2 separate regions of the Sus scrofa genome follow, and region 1 is linked to region 2. A link is a contact called in public HiChIP or PLAC-seq data. All regions are on one chromosome and are shown on one strand. Each heading gives the region's core, a stretch centred on a gene start, on an enhancer-like site or on the middle of the called end of the contact. The rest is flanking DNA. Distances are from core to core; before and after follow the strand shown.

Region 1 (6,391 bases), core at 2,933-5,432, 83 kb before region 2:
AAATTGTAACCTCTGCTGTAACTCAGTCAGCTACCCAACTTACGTTTGCACAGATGGCCATGTTAGATGTTCTTCACTGAAAGAGACTTTATGGATCAGAAGATTTGAAAGAAATTATTGATGATACCTTCACAGGACCCCACCCCCCCACCCCCCTACCCCAACTGAGGGACTAGGTGGACCTGGAGCAGGTAATCAAACCATTCTGGCAATGAGGGACTGATGGTGCTCTGTTGATGTTTTTGCCAGGAAGAATCATGAGCAAAAGGGGAAAATGTGGAAGGTGTCTGTAGCAACCTCACTTTGTACTTTAGACTCCATCTTGTTAAGTTGTGAACTATGCTGAACCTGCTGACTGGGAAAAAAAGAATATATTTGTCAGAAAGGAATCTCTGAGGATTATGCAAAAACATGCCTTAACTAATAATAAGTGAGACATCCTTGACAAGCCAATGAATTGTAACAGGAAAAACAAACAAACATATATACCTTCCAGTTATAGACCTTGTCAAATGACTTATGTAGACTAAATATACTTTTCCATTTTCCTTTTAAAACTGTTGCCTTTTGTTCCCCAGACAGAACATTTTTCTGGCTGCTGCCAGAATCTGTGCTTCCAAAATTGTAATCCTAAAACCCTGGAAAAACATGTTTATTTGTTTTATGATCTGCCTCTTTTCTCAGACAACACTAACAAAGATTCTTTGCTTATAAAAATTTAGTCAGGCTCCTAAATCTTCTTCTAAGCCTGTATGTGCACTTCCTTGTAAAATCCAGTTTTATCAAAAATTCTGCTAAGTCATTTTAGCAATAACCACCCCCACCCTCAACATCTGAGCATCCTTCCCCTTCTTTAATAAGAATTTTAAGTCTCTTTGTCCAGAATTCCCCTCTATAACAAATGTTTCCTCTTATTGATTTGCCATCCACCAATCTTCATCCTACACTTTGGCTGTAAATTCCCACTTGTCCTCTTGCCTGCGCTATGTTCAGATTTGAATACAGTACCCTTCTGCCAGGCCTGATTGCAGTGTCCCTATACTTATTGTCATGGCCCCTTTTGAATAAAATCTGCCTTACTGACAGGTATTGTTGAATAATTTTTTAAAAACACATCCAAATGAATAGAATAAGTAAGAACCATCTAGATAGATGGAAGTTGCTGTCTGGGTTCTGGTTTCCAGGTTGGGTGGTTTTGTTGTTGTTGTTATATAGATAGAAGTCCTTACATAAACACCTGATAAGGATATCATGAATTAAGAATTATGATTATGATTCTTTCTGTGCCATCAAAGTCACAGTTTTGAAAAAAGAAAATAAAAGACAAGAACTCTCCCCACCACAAGGGAGGGGAGGTAGCTAGGGTGGAATATAAAAGGTGGCTTACCATTTGAGAGCCAGAATCCTGGAAACTTAACTTTCCAGGAGTTTTCCCTTTCCTAGGTATCCCTCTTATCTACCTTTAGGACTCAATTTATTTTCTTTCATAAAAGACCTTGATGATTGTTCTCTGTTACTCCTATGATAGAGAATGTAGTTAATATTATTATCTATGCATAACAATAATCATTTGAAACTACCACCAACCTTTCATGTTTAGAAACTTACCATATGATTCTTTAAAAAATGAGTATGAAATAACCTTAAATAATTGTGTAATCTTCTTCATAACCTATATTGAATTAAGTTTAATGACATTTAATTAAAAACTCCAAAATAACAATAACTTTAAAAAATTTATTTAACCTTTTTATATAAAAGAAGTCTAGAAGGTTGAGGTTTGGGCTCGGTCCAGGAGATAGGAATACCTTCCCAAGCTACCTTCCTGTGCTAGATTCAGCTCTCAGCCCAAGCAGTCTTATATCGACTTCCCAGCATTCCTCATGCATCTAATTTTCATCTTTTTCTCATTTATAGTTTTGGTACTATGTCAGAACAATTTTTCAATAAATATTGGTTATAAGAATAGAGGATAGATGGATGCCAAAGTAGATGGATTTAAGGTTCTAAGGGAACTTAGTATCTAGTGTCAACTATGCTGACACACACAAGAAATCATGTGAGCATTCATTGGCTTTATTGCTTTACCTTTTAACCACTGAACAGAACTTGTAGAACAGGCATTGGCAAACCAGATAGTGAATTTTATTTATTTATTTATTTATTTATTTTGCTTTTTAGGGACGCACATGAAGCATATGGAAGTTCCCAGGCTAGGGGTCAGTTGGAGCTGCAGCAGCAGCAATGCAGGATCCAAGTTGCGTCTGTGACCTATACCACAGCTCATAGCAATTCTGGATCCTTAACCCACTGAACGAGGCCAGGGATCGAACTCACGTCTCCATGACCCTTGTTACTTCTGAGCCACGACAGGAACTCACCAGATAGTAAATTTTTTAGTCTTGATGGGTTATAAGGTCTCTTTCACAACTATTCAATTCTTCTGTTGTTGCATGATAGTAACCACAGACAATATGTCTATGAAGACCATATGTCAATAACACTGGCATTTGAATATTATATGATTTTCACATATCTTGAAATATTCTCCTCCTTTGAATTTGTAATCATTTAATATTATAAAAACCATTCTCATCTTGTGGGCTACACAAAAATGGGCAGAGAGTGGTGGTTTGCTAACCCCTGGCCTAGAAAGGTAAACTGACTAGAATTAGAAGCCAAGATAGGCAGTAAAACTGTGTGGTAGAAATCCTAGGAAGAAAGGAAAGGTCAAGGTGGAACAGAGTTAGCTTTCACTTTCCTTTTGTCCCCATCTTTTTCTTTTCATTTCAAAAAGTCATTCCACATTTTTTTCCTGTGCTCCTGTTCCTCAGGAATGGTTTTCAGTCAACATGTACTTTTTCTCATAATTCCTGTTATTTCGCTTAAGACCATTTGTGTTTAAAAAGGCTTCTGGAAGACTGAAAAACATTTGAGACTCAAAGTAATTGTTCTCTAATGAAGGCTTTTATTCATTGAGAGATAGCATTTCATTAATGCGGGTAAATCTCTGTGTGCCTCCCTTATGAACTATAATGCTGGCTTCTATCCCCTTCGCAAAAGATACAAACTTCCCATTTGAACGACTTGGGGCAGCCCAGAGGGCAAGAACAGATTTACACACATATATGCTTGAATGGGTAGTAAAGAGCTAACTGAGGTGAGGGAGTATTCTACAGTGTTTATTTGGAGACTGAATTGACTTGAGACCTCACTCTTCTTTTAAAAAGTGCCTAGATTTTAGGTCATTTCATTCAAGATATATGAATGAAATAAAGTTGCAAATTATGACATCACATCTTCAAATTTCATCTAAGTTAGCATTTATAATGTACTTAATGAATATTAGCACCTTCACAATAAGCACTAAGTTATCTTGTTTGGGTATCAGTTTTGTATAGGATCTTTTATTAGACCTCCATGGCCTATGAACTAAATGATTTCTGAGAGGTGAAGCTAGCAATGATCTCTCTCAATGAATGAAAGCCCTTCATTAATAATTACAGATATTTACTTCATGATTCTTTTCTGCTTTTGTGCATTTTTCTCTCCTAGATGTTCTGTGGAATGTGTTGGAATTACAGGGTAGAACCAGGAGTTGGTAATCATTCCTCATTTACTGTGGAGAAGAATAATGGGAGGAGCACAGGGGATGGGAGTGCTAGAATGGGAATAGGGATACGAGTATGATATCTATCTGCCAAAATTAGGGTTGGGGGTGTTTTGAACTCACAAAGCCATTGCTGAAAGAGATTGACAGGTAAGTGGAAAGAACCATAGACCATTTTAAATCCCATGCCTAGCAAGGTGATTTAATTAGAGTAAACTTCTTTTTTTTTAATGATTACATTTCTGGCTTTTGGAGTATTGCACTCGGCAAATTACCTTCTCAAATATTCTTTCGTCATTTGCAAATTTTGAATGACAATCTCTAATGTACCGGAGTGAAGTGAGAGATGAATGTTCATAATGCGCCTGGCATAATGCAGGGTAAGGTGAGGATTAAGGATAGAAGAGATGTCCGCTTTTATTACTGGCAAAAACAAACCTCTCCAGCCAAAAACGCGCTTTATGGCCAACTGGGGCTGTGAACAGTGCAGAGACATACATAGTCCTTCCAGCTTTTGAACTTCTTTTGCTTTGAACCTGCTTTTCCCTTTCTGCCCATCAGTTGGCGCCTTTTGCCATGCTTTTCCCCCCACAGCTGGCTTTGGGGGCTGCGAACGCTCCACAGCTCGCAGGTCACATGGCCTGCCAGAGCCTGGGTACTCCGTGAGCGAGCCGCGCCTCGGGAGGAGGTGAGGCTTCGGCATGCACCCAAACCTCTCTTCCGAGGCTTCAGGGTCGGGAGATGGCTCCTCCGTGGGGATGAGCTAGACAAGCCTAGGAGATACCAGCAGCCGCTTTCCGCTTGCGCAGGGGACAGTGTTAATCGCTCCCACCGGGTAGGTTTCCGCTGCGCAAGATCTGCCCAGCCCCATTGGTATCACGACCCGAGCGCCCACCTCGGAGATGACTCCTTCAGAGCAAGGGTAAAAAGATTAGGGTTCCCGCGGCGGGCACGCAGAGAGCAGACGCAGAAGCTGGCGCCGCCAGGGAAGGCCTGCTCCCACCGCGGTGCCCTCTGGGCAGGCAGGCTCCCGCACGGCCCCGCTTGTGGCGCTGCCTGCGGTTCGCCTGAAAACTGCGGGGACCCCAAAAGGGCGCCCCTCGAGTGGCTGGGCCGGCATCCGCACAGGGATGACTGAGTGTCGCAGCGGGGGAGCCTCCCTACCCCTCGCCCTCTTCTGTGGCTTCGCGAGGCCGACGGAAAGTCGCGAGCCAGGCGTATCCGAGTCCAGGTAAGACACCCGCTCCAGCCCAGTCCTGCTGGGCCCACCAGCCCAAGGGTGGGTCGCCTAATGGCCGCCAGTTTGCGGCAAGGATCTGACGCGCATCCGCCCCTCGAGCCCGCCCGGCGCGCGGACAGTTCGCTGCTGCGGGGTTGGGTTTCTGCGGACGACCTCTCAGCCCGGGGTGTCCCTCCCAGTTCCTGGGAAGAGTAGCGGAAGGGAGGCAACGCGGCGATCCAGACTGTTAGCTTCCGCCTACGCGTGAGGAAACAGACCTGAAAGCAGCGGGAACTACCCAAGGTCAGTGTGTAGACACTGGATCTGGGACTCTTCATCCGCTGCCATTCACTTTCCATAAGGGATTAGGACCACTCTGGCTAGCCTTGCCCTCTTCCTGGCCTCTGGGCCCGGGCGTTGCCAATGCCGCACTGCGCCCACAATATTCCGGGCGCAGGGTGGGTGTGCCCTGGGCATCCCTTGATCCTCCCGGGCGTAAGGGGACACAAGGGCGGTTTCGATGATGATCTCACTATGCGGACCATGTGCAAAACCTGCAGGTGTGTGTGCGCGAGCGTGCTTGCGCGCATTTCCCTTAGAGAATGAAACCTTGTTAATGGGATTGGCTTTTTTTAGAGATGCATTTCTAGAGTGCCCTGTACCAGATACTTTAGTATGTGAGAAGAGAAAATTTTGTTTGTCTAACATTATTAAAATTAGAATTTTTTAAAGGATAAGCTTCTTACAGAACATTCAGGAAACAGAAAAATGTAACGGAGAAAATAAAGATAATTTAAAACTTCGTCTTCTAGATTGTTGAGATTTTCTGGATATCTTTAAAATTTCTCTCCGTGCACGCATTTAAACCAATAACGTGGACAAAAGTAGTAGCTTGTTTTAATTTGTATGTCTAATTACCCAAGGGGAGTCAACAGTATTTCCTCTGTGTTTTGGCCTTTTGCATTTATGTAGATGAATTGACTATTAATTTTTGCCCCTTTTTCAGTTGGAGTGTCTTTCTGTTCCTGATTTTTATGCGCTCTTTATATATTACACATTAAAGTAGTAATTGTCATCTATGTTGCAGTCTTTCCCAGTTTGCTTAATATTTTTGTCAATTTATCATCGTTGGCTATTCAAATCTATTCTTTATAGTTTCTGTTTGAGGATCTTTCTGAGAAAGGTCTTTCCTAACCCATGTTTGTTTGTATAAATATTCTTCTTTGTTTTCTTTAGGTACTTCTAAGCTTTTGTTTAAAAACTTTAATGTGGAATTTATTTTAGTTTAAGTTGTAAAGTGGAGAGCTAATTTTTCTAAATGGTTAATCAGCTATGAAGTCCATTTTTTACCCCTGATTTAGACTGCTGCAATTATGATATGTATAATATATATAATTATTATATATTTGTGGATTTTTGCATCTATCAGTATATTTTGGTGCCAATGCCATGTTATTTTAATCACTGAAGTTTTATAACAAGTTTAGTATCTCATTACCCAGTATCATCATCCTGACTTTTTTTAAAAAAATCAGTTTTATTGCTGTATAGTGTGCATGCAA
Region 2 (6,168 bases), core at 501-3,000:
ATGCTTTGGGAACAGCAAGGAAAACCTCAGAGAACAATAGTTTTTCCCTTTCAGCCTTGAGACAAAGGATGGGAAAGGACGAGGATGTGGGAGAATAAGCAGCCACTGCCAGAGAAGTGGTGTCCTTGGGAAAATGCCAGGTTTCAGTTAAGGCCAGGAGGGGTAGGGAACATTGTGTGAAGAGGAACAGGGGCTCCAGAAGGCAGAGTAAAAAGGGGTGGGAGGAAAGCAGTGGGAGGATGAACCAGGAGGGAAAGTACAGAGCAATATGGGAATGAGATTATGAAGATATGAAGCTAGAAAGGCTTGTATTTTGGTCACTGCAAGGATGGTAAGGATGAGAGTCATGGAAATAATTCATGGTTAAAGGTTTGAATCAGAACTTTGGAACAAAGCAGTTTGGTATGATACTGGCTCAAGTGTTCTGATTTCTTACAGTTTCTTATATATTTTAATCAGAGAAACAGCAGATTCTTACCCAGTGAGACCAGGTTTCCATAATTCTCCATCATGACATCTTTATACAGGCTTCTCTGAGCTGGATCCAGATAATCCCACTCCTCCTGGGTAAAAAACACAGCCACATCCTCAAATGTCAGCAACCCCTGAAATAGTATGATTTCTGTAGTCAGTTCTTGTTGTCTCAAGGACAATTCTAGCACTGAAAGTAGCAGAAGCAATCACTTATCAGGGCTGGGTAGGCTAGGAGGCACATGATAACTAAGAGTTCCAAACTGGGCTCAATTCTGGAACAGACTGAATTCTATTGCTGCATCTTTGCCTTCTGTAGTGAGGAGGCCTAGGATAAGGCTTTCTGGCTTATCAATTATTCCCCAATATTATAATTCTAGCAAACTGACCCAAGGCCTTCCCAAGTTTCCTGCACCTCATTGCCCCGCTCCAATTCTCTATTAGCACTGGCTTGAGACCCTTTTCACTTCAATTCCGTTAAGTTCTCCATGCGTCTACCTTGGGTCCAGGCATCGCAGCAGGTGCATTAGACACAGGAGAGGGTCAAAAAAGGTACCTCACCTGAAAGAACTCATAAATGAGAACACTAGTTTGGAGCACTACTCATTTTCTTTAGCTAATTTATCCAGTCGCTCTCAAAAAAGGAGCCAGTGGATAGTGTGGTCATGACCGGCACCCTGGTGCATTAAAGGGGTACTCCCTCGCACCAAGCTGGCCCTAAAGACCGCAATCTGGCGGGGGCGGGGGGGGAACACGACCGACGGTGGCGTGGCCTAGTTGGGTAATGGCGAAAGAACACGAATACCCGGAGGGGCGACCTACCTTCGGCTCTGTCGGGGGGCTCGGGGAGGCCATCTCTCCGACAGAAAATCAGGGCAGGAATCCGGGGTAGCCGCACGAAAAGGAGCCTCTAGCAAGGCCTACGCCGCCGCTGAAGATGAGGCCCGACGAAGGCGAGGCCTCCAGGCTGGATATGGCCAGGTCCTGCCTCGGTCCCCGAGCGGTCACGACCCCAGCAGCATGTCAGATGCGCTTCTTGGCCGCCCCCTAACCCCGAATGCCTCCCCTGCCTAGTTACGCAGGCCTTCCAGGCCGCGCTAGAGCCTCCTCCCGGCTGCCTGCTCCTTTTGCTTTCAGCCAAAGAGCTCTATGACCGCCCGCCCGGACCAGAAGGCGTCACCCAGAACCCTCCCGGGACTCCCCCCAACTACAACTCCCGTCAGGCTCAGAGGGAGCGCCCGGGTTCAGTCTCAGCCGCAACGGCTACCGGACTACATTTCCCGGAGTGCAAAGGGCTAGGGAGCATGGTGAGGCTTAGAGGAAAAAGGGAATGCTTGACACTAAGCTTACGCCTGATTGGCTGGTCTTGGCGCGTCACTGCCGGCGGGGGGCGGTGTTTTGTTTCGAAGTTCTCCTCGAAGATGGCGGCACGGTGGGTCTCCGGTCTTGCCAGAAGAAGCCTCACGTGTGCAGTCTCTGGGGCGCCACGCAGAGAATTTTGGTCTCCATTCAGGTAAAGCGGAAAGTGATGGTGGTTCAAGCTCACAGAAAATAAGGAGAGAAACTGAGAAGGATGAAGAGGAGAATTCGGAAGGGAGCGTCATGCTATTAAGACAGGAACCTCCTCCTGCGTCTTGCTAGGGAAGGGACGATAAAGTGCGTTAGGGTTCTGAGTTGAGAAACAAGCACCAGGTTCCGCGAGTGGTGGTCCAGTCACTTCCTTTGACCTCAGTTTACAAATCTTAGAACCGAAATACTTTCCCCTTTCCCTTTCATTTCACCCGTTAATTTATTAAGCAAGCAGTACCGACCATGCGCTCTAGGCACCTAGTGGAGTAGGATCTCAGGAAAGGAATGACTCGTTTCCGACGGTCAATTCAGAACAGGAATATGAACGTGCTTGATGAACTAAATTCGTTTGCGGCGTTTATTTCTTCACAAGCAGAACTCCTCATTGTGTTCGTTTGTTAGTTCATTGGTTCATTCAACCGATACTAGTCGCCAGCTCAGGCCCAGCATTTCTCTAAATACAGCAACAGAAACAAAGCCCCTTCTCTGAGCATAAGTACTCTGACATATGAGGAAACTGAGGGCCCACAGAGAGAAAGTTTTTTTTGCTAAATGTCAGAAAGCAACTTAATGACAGGTGGATGTGGAACCCAGGTCTCTTAACTCGTCCATCAAACTGCTTTTCCCACAGCGCCATGTGGAATTTTGTCAAGATAAATCTTTTTGACTCAGGAAGTGTTATGACATCAAAACTTAGAGGAACATCAGGGAACAATGTATGCCCTCTTAAGTTTCAGACATAAACTCTTTCAGTAAAAGGATTTTTGTTATCAGCTCATGTATTTATTAGCTTCCCCTCTTTTGGTTAATGTTTATTATTATCTTTCAAATCTCCTTTTAAGTTTGTTTTATTTACTTACTCACCAAGTTTTGCTAGAGTGTCTGCTATATGCAGTGTCTAGATGTGAGGGATACGGTTGTTAAAACAGACCAAATCTTTATTCTCATAGAATATGTCTTTTGGCGGAGGAAAAAATGAACAAATGTAGAATATAATTTCAGAAAGTGGTAAATTATGAGGAAAACTAGAACAGTATAAGGTGTACCTTGGAGCTACTGAGGTTTGTTTTCCAACAAACAAAGGGTTAGGGTTAGGTAAAGTGAATATCTCAAAGCATGTTAAAGGAATTTTTTGGTTTCCCTGTGCATTTAAAGTTATGCTTACTATCTGTAGTGTGTTAAATGTGCAATAGCATTATGTCTAAAAAAGCAATATACATACCTTAGCTTAATACTTTAATGCTTAAAAAAAATGCTACGCATCATGTGAGCCTTATGCTGGTGTGTCTTGTCTAGATGTTGGTGGCTGTTGATAGTTCAAGGCAGTGGTTGATGAAAGGTGAAGTGTCTGACAATTCTTTAAAATAAGACAAAGAATTTAGCTGCATCACTTGGCTCTTTCACAAATGATTTTTTGTAGCATGAAATGATATTTGATAGCATGTTATCCACTTCTTTCAGTATTGCAATCAATTCTCTGAAATTCTGCACCTTTTTTTTTTTTTTTTTGGCTGCCTCTCTGCACATGGAGTTCCCCGGCCAGGGATCAAATCAAAGCCATAATTAAGACTAAGCTGCACCTGCAACAGCACTGGGTTCTTAACCCACTGTGCTGGGCCAGAGATTGAACCTGTGTCTTAGTTCTCTGACCCCATTGTGTCATAGCAGAACTCCTCTGCACCTTTTTATCAACTAAGTTTATGTAGCATTCTAAATCCTTTGTTGTGTTTTCAGCAATCTTCATGGCATCTTTACCAAGAGCAAATTCCATCTCAAACTTTTTTTTTTCCTCATCCATAAGAAGCAACTCCTCAACGTTGAGGTTTTATCATGCGATGGCAGCGTTTCAGTTACATCTTTTAGGGTCTACTTCTAATTCTGGTTCTCTTGTTCTTTCCACTACATTTGCAGTTACTTCTCCACTGAGAACTAGCAAAACGTAACAGAGCATGAAGTAAGCAAATGCTGTTGGAAAAATGGCACTCATAGACTTGCTTGATGCAGTATTGCTGCAGGCCTTCAGTTTGATATCTGTGATATTTTATGTCTTATGAAGGCATAACATGAGGTGTGCTTTTATAAGAGATAACTGAGATGAAAGGAATATTTCATTATGATGTACTGGAGTAGTTTGAGGAGAAGGTGGGAGGTGAGGAAGTAGAGACCATTAAATATAGGCAACTCTTGAGAAGTTTTGTTGTAAAGGAAGCTGGAGCGAAACATGGATTTTAGGAGGAATGTTTTTAAAGATGGGAGATACTGCAGTATATTGTGTGCCATAGGAATACTCTAGTGAGATAGGGAGTAATTGATAAAGAATTGATGCAGAGGAGGTTCCGTTGTCGTGGTGCAGCAGAAACGAATCCGATTAGGAACCATGAAATTACGGGTTCCGTTGCTGGCCTCGCTCAGTGGGTTAAGGATCTGGTGTTGCCCTGAGCTGTGTTGTAGGTTGCAAACATGGTTCGAATCTGATGTGGCGCAGGCTGGCAGCTGTAGCTCCAATTCAACCCCAAGCCTGGGAACCTCCATGTGTTGTTGGTGAGGCCCTAGAAAGCAAAAAAAAAAAAAAAAAGAGAATTGATGTAGAGAGAGTCTTTTGAGTAGGCAAAGAGGAATGGTATTATAATTTTTTTGGGGGGGAGGCGAGGGGCTGGACCATTCATTTCTAGTGTACTCCAGTTTCTGTAGAGATGACAATCCCAATCAGATGCCAGCTCCATAGAAGACAGGAGTTAGTTAATGAACAAATATTAAGCACTGAAATAATGCGTCACAGATTCCTTCACATTGGCCCTGATACTCAATAATAGTTACTCAAGCAGTTTTAAAGGATTCCCCAAATCAAAACATCTCTGTATTCAGGAGTTTATAATCTGGCGCAGTGTTCCAGGGACAGTTTTGCCCATCAGGGGGAATATTTGATAATACATTTTTGGTTATTATGACTGAGGACAGCAGTGCTCCTAGGATTTAGTGAGCAGAGGCCAGGGATGCTGCTGAGCAACCTATAGTCAGTAGGAGAGCCTCCCACAACAAAGAATTATCTGGCTCAAAATGTCCATAATATTTGGGGTGAGAAATCCTGATCTAGTAAGAGAAGTAGAATGTAAATAAAATTAAGATTCAGGTCGCAACATGCTCTGAGAACAATATAAAATGCTATGGGAGATCAGAAGAACTTACACTTAGGTTTGAGTGAGGAAATCAAGTAAGGTTTGAGAGAGAACAGTTTTGTCCTAGGACTTAGAGGATAAGTAAGATTTTTATAAGTGGAGATGAAAGACAGGCATCTCAGATAGGATAAAACTTGAGCTAACACATGTCATCAGGAAAGTGGGAAACAATGCAGTTTAGTTTGGGTAGAGCATAGAGTGTATATAGGTAGGAGATTAGTGGGAGATGAGATTATAGAGGTAGATTGGGTTTGGATCTGGGAGGCTCAGGAAATCTCAGACAGAACAATTTACCTTCTTCATGCATTCTTGAGAATTCTTAGAGCATGTAAAATTTGAAATTAGCTTTTGTTTTCTCTCTGTGCCAGTTCAGTTCAACTGTAAGCTTCCAAGGGCAGGGACCTGTCTTATTCTTTGTTTTCTCAACAGTGCCCAGAAAAGTAGTAAGTGTGCAATTATTTATTGATTTAGATTGATAGGCAAGATTAAGTCTGGTGTTGTCAACTTGTCAACTTCATTGATACAGTTAACTAAAGATTCATATATTTGTTTGTGATCATTCCAGAAAAGAGAAGCAGCCAGTGGTGGCTGAGACAGTAGAAGAGGTAAAGAAAGAACCTATCCTGGTGTGTCCACCCATACAAAGCCGAACATACATACCACCTGAAGATCTCCAGAGTCGTTTGGAATCTCACGTCAAAGAAGTTTTTGGCTCATCTGTACCTAGCAATTGGCAGGATATCTCCCTGGAAGATGTTCATCTGAAGTTCAGCTTCTTGGCACGTTTAGCTAATGATTTGCGCCATGCAGTGCCTAACTCCAGGCTTCACCAGATGTGCAGGGTCAGAGATGTTCTTGATTTCTATAATGTGCCTGTTCAGGATAGATCTAAATTTGATGAACTCATTGCCAGTAATCTCCCTCACAACTTAAAAATCACTTGGGGTTACTG

Evidence for each region. HiChIP or PLAC-seq counts read pairs in DNA pulled down with a chosen protein or histone mark.
Region 1: an H3K27ac HiChIP or PLAC-seq map of alveolar macrophages shows a contact between it and region 2. The contact joins the promoter of TMEM246 here to the promoter of ZNF189 in region 2. A contact is called at or near these places in 1 of 47 Hi-C or Micro-C datasets (heart right ventricle) and 2 of 2 datasets of contacts at active chromatin or transcription factors (alveolar macrophages and skeletal muscle).

Annotation. Positions count from the first base shown.
Region 1 is chr1:243,188,072-243,194,462 of Sscrofa11.1, reverse strand. TMEM246 (transmembrane protein 246) reads left to right here and starts at 4,182. Exons shown (of 2, transcript XM_005660302.3): 1 at 4,182-4,841.
Region 2 is chr1:243,102,493-243,108,660 of Sscrofa11.1, reverse strand. It overlaps ZNF189 (zinc finger protein 189), which reads right to left and starts at 1,750. Exons shown (of 4, transcript XM_005652705.3): 1 at 1,294-1,750; 2 at 479-563. The coding sequence starts at 1,326. MRPL50 (39S ribosomal protein L50, mitochondrial) reads left to right here and starts at 1,830. Exons shown (of 2, transcript XM_003122043.4): 1 at 1,830-1,984; 2 at 5,782-6,168. The coding sequence starts at 1,893.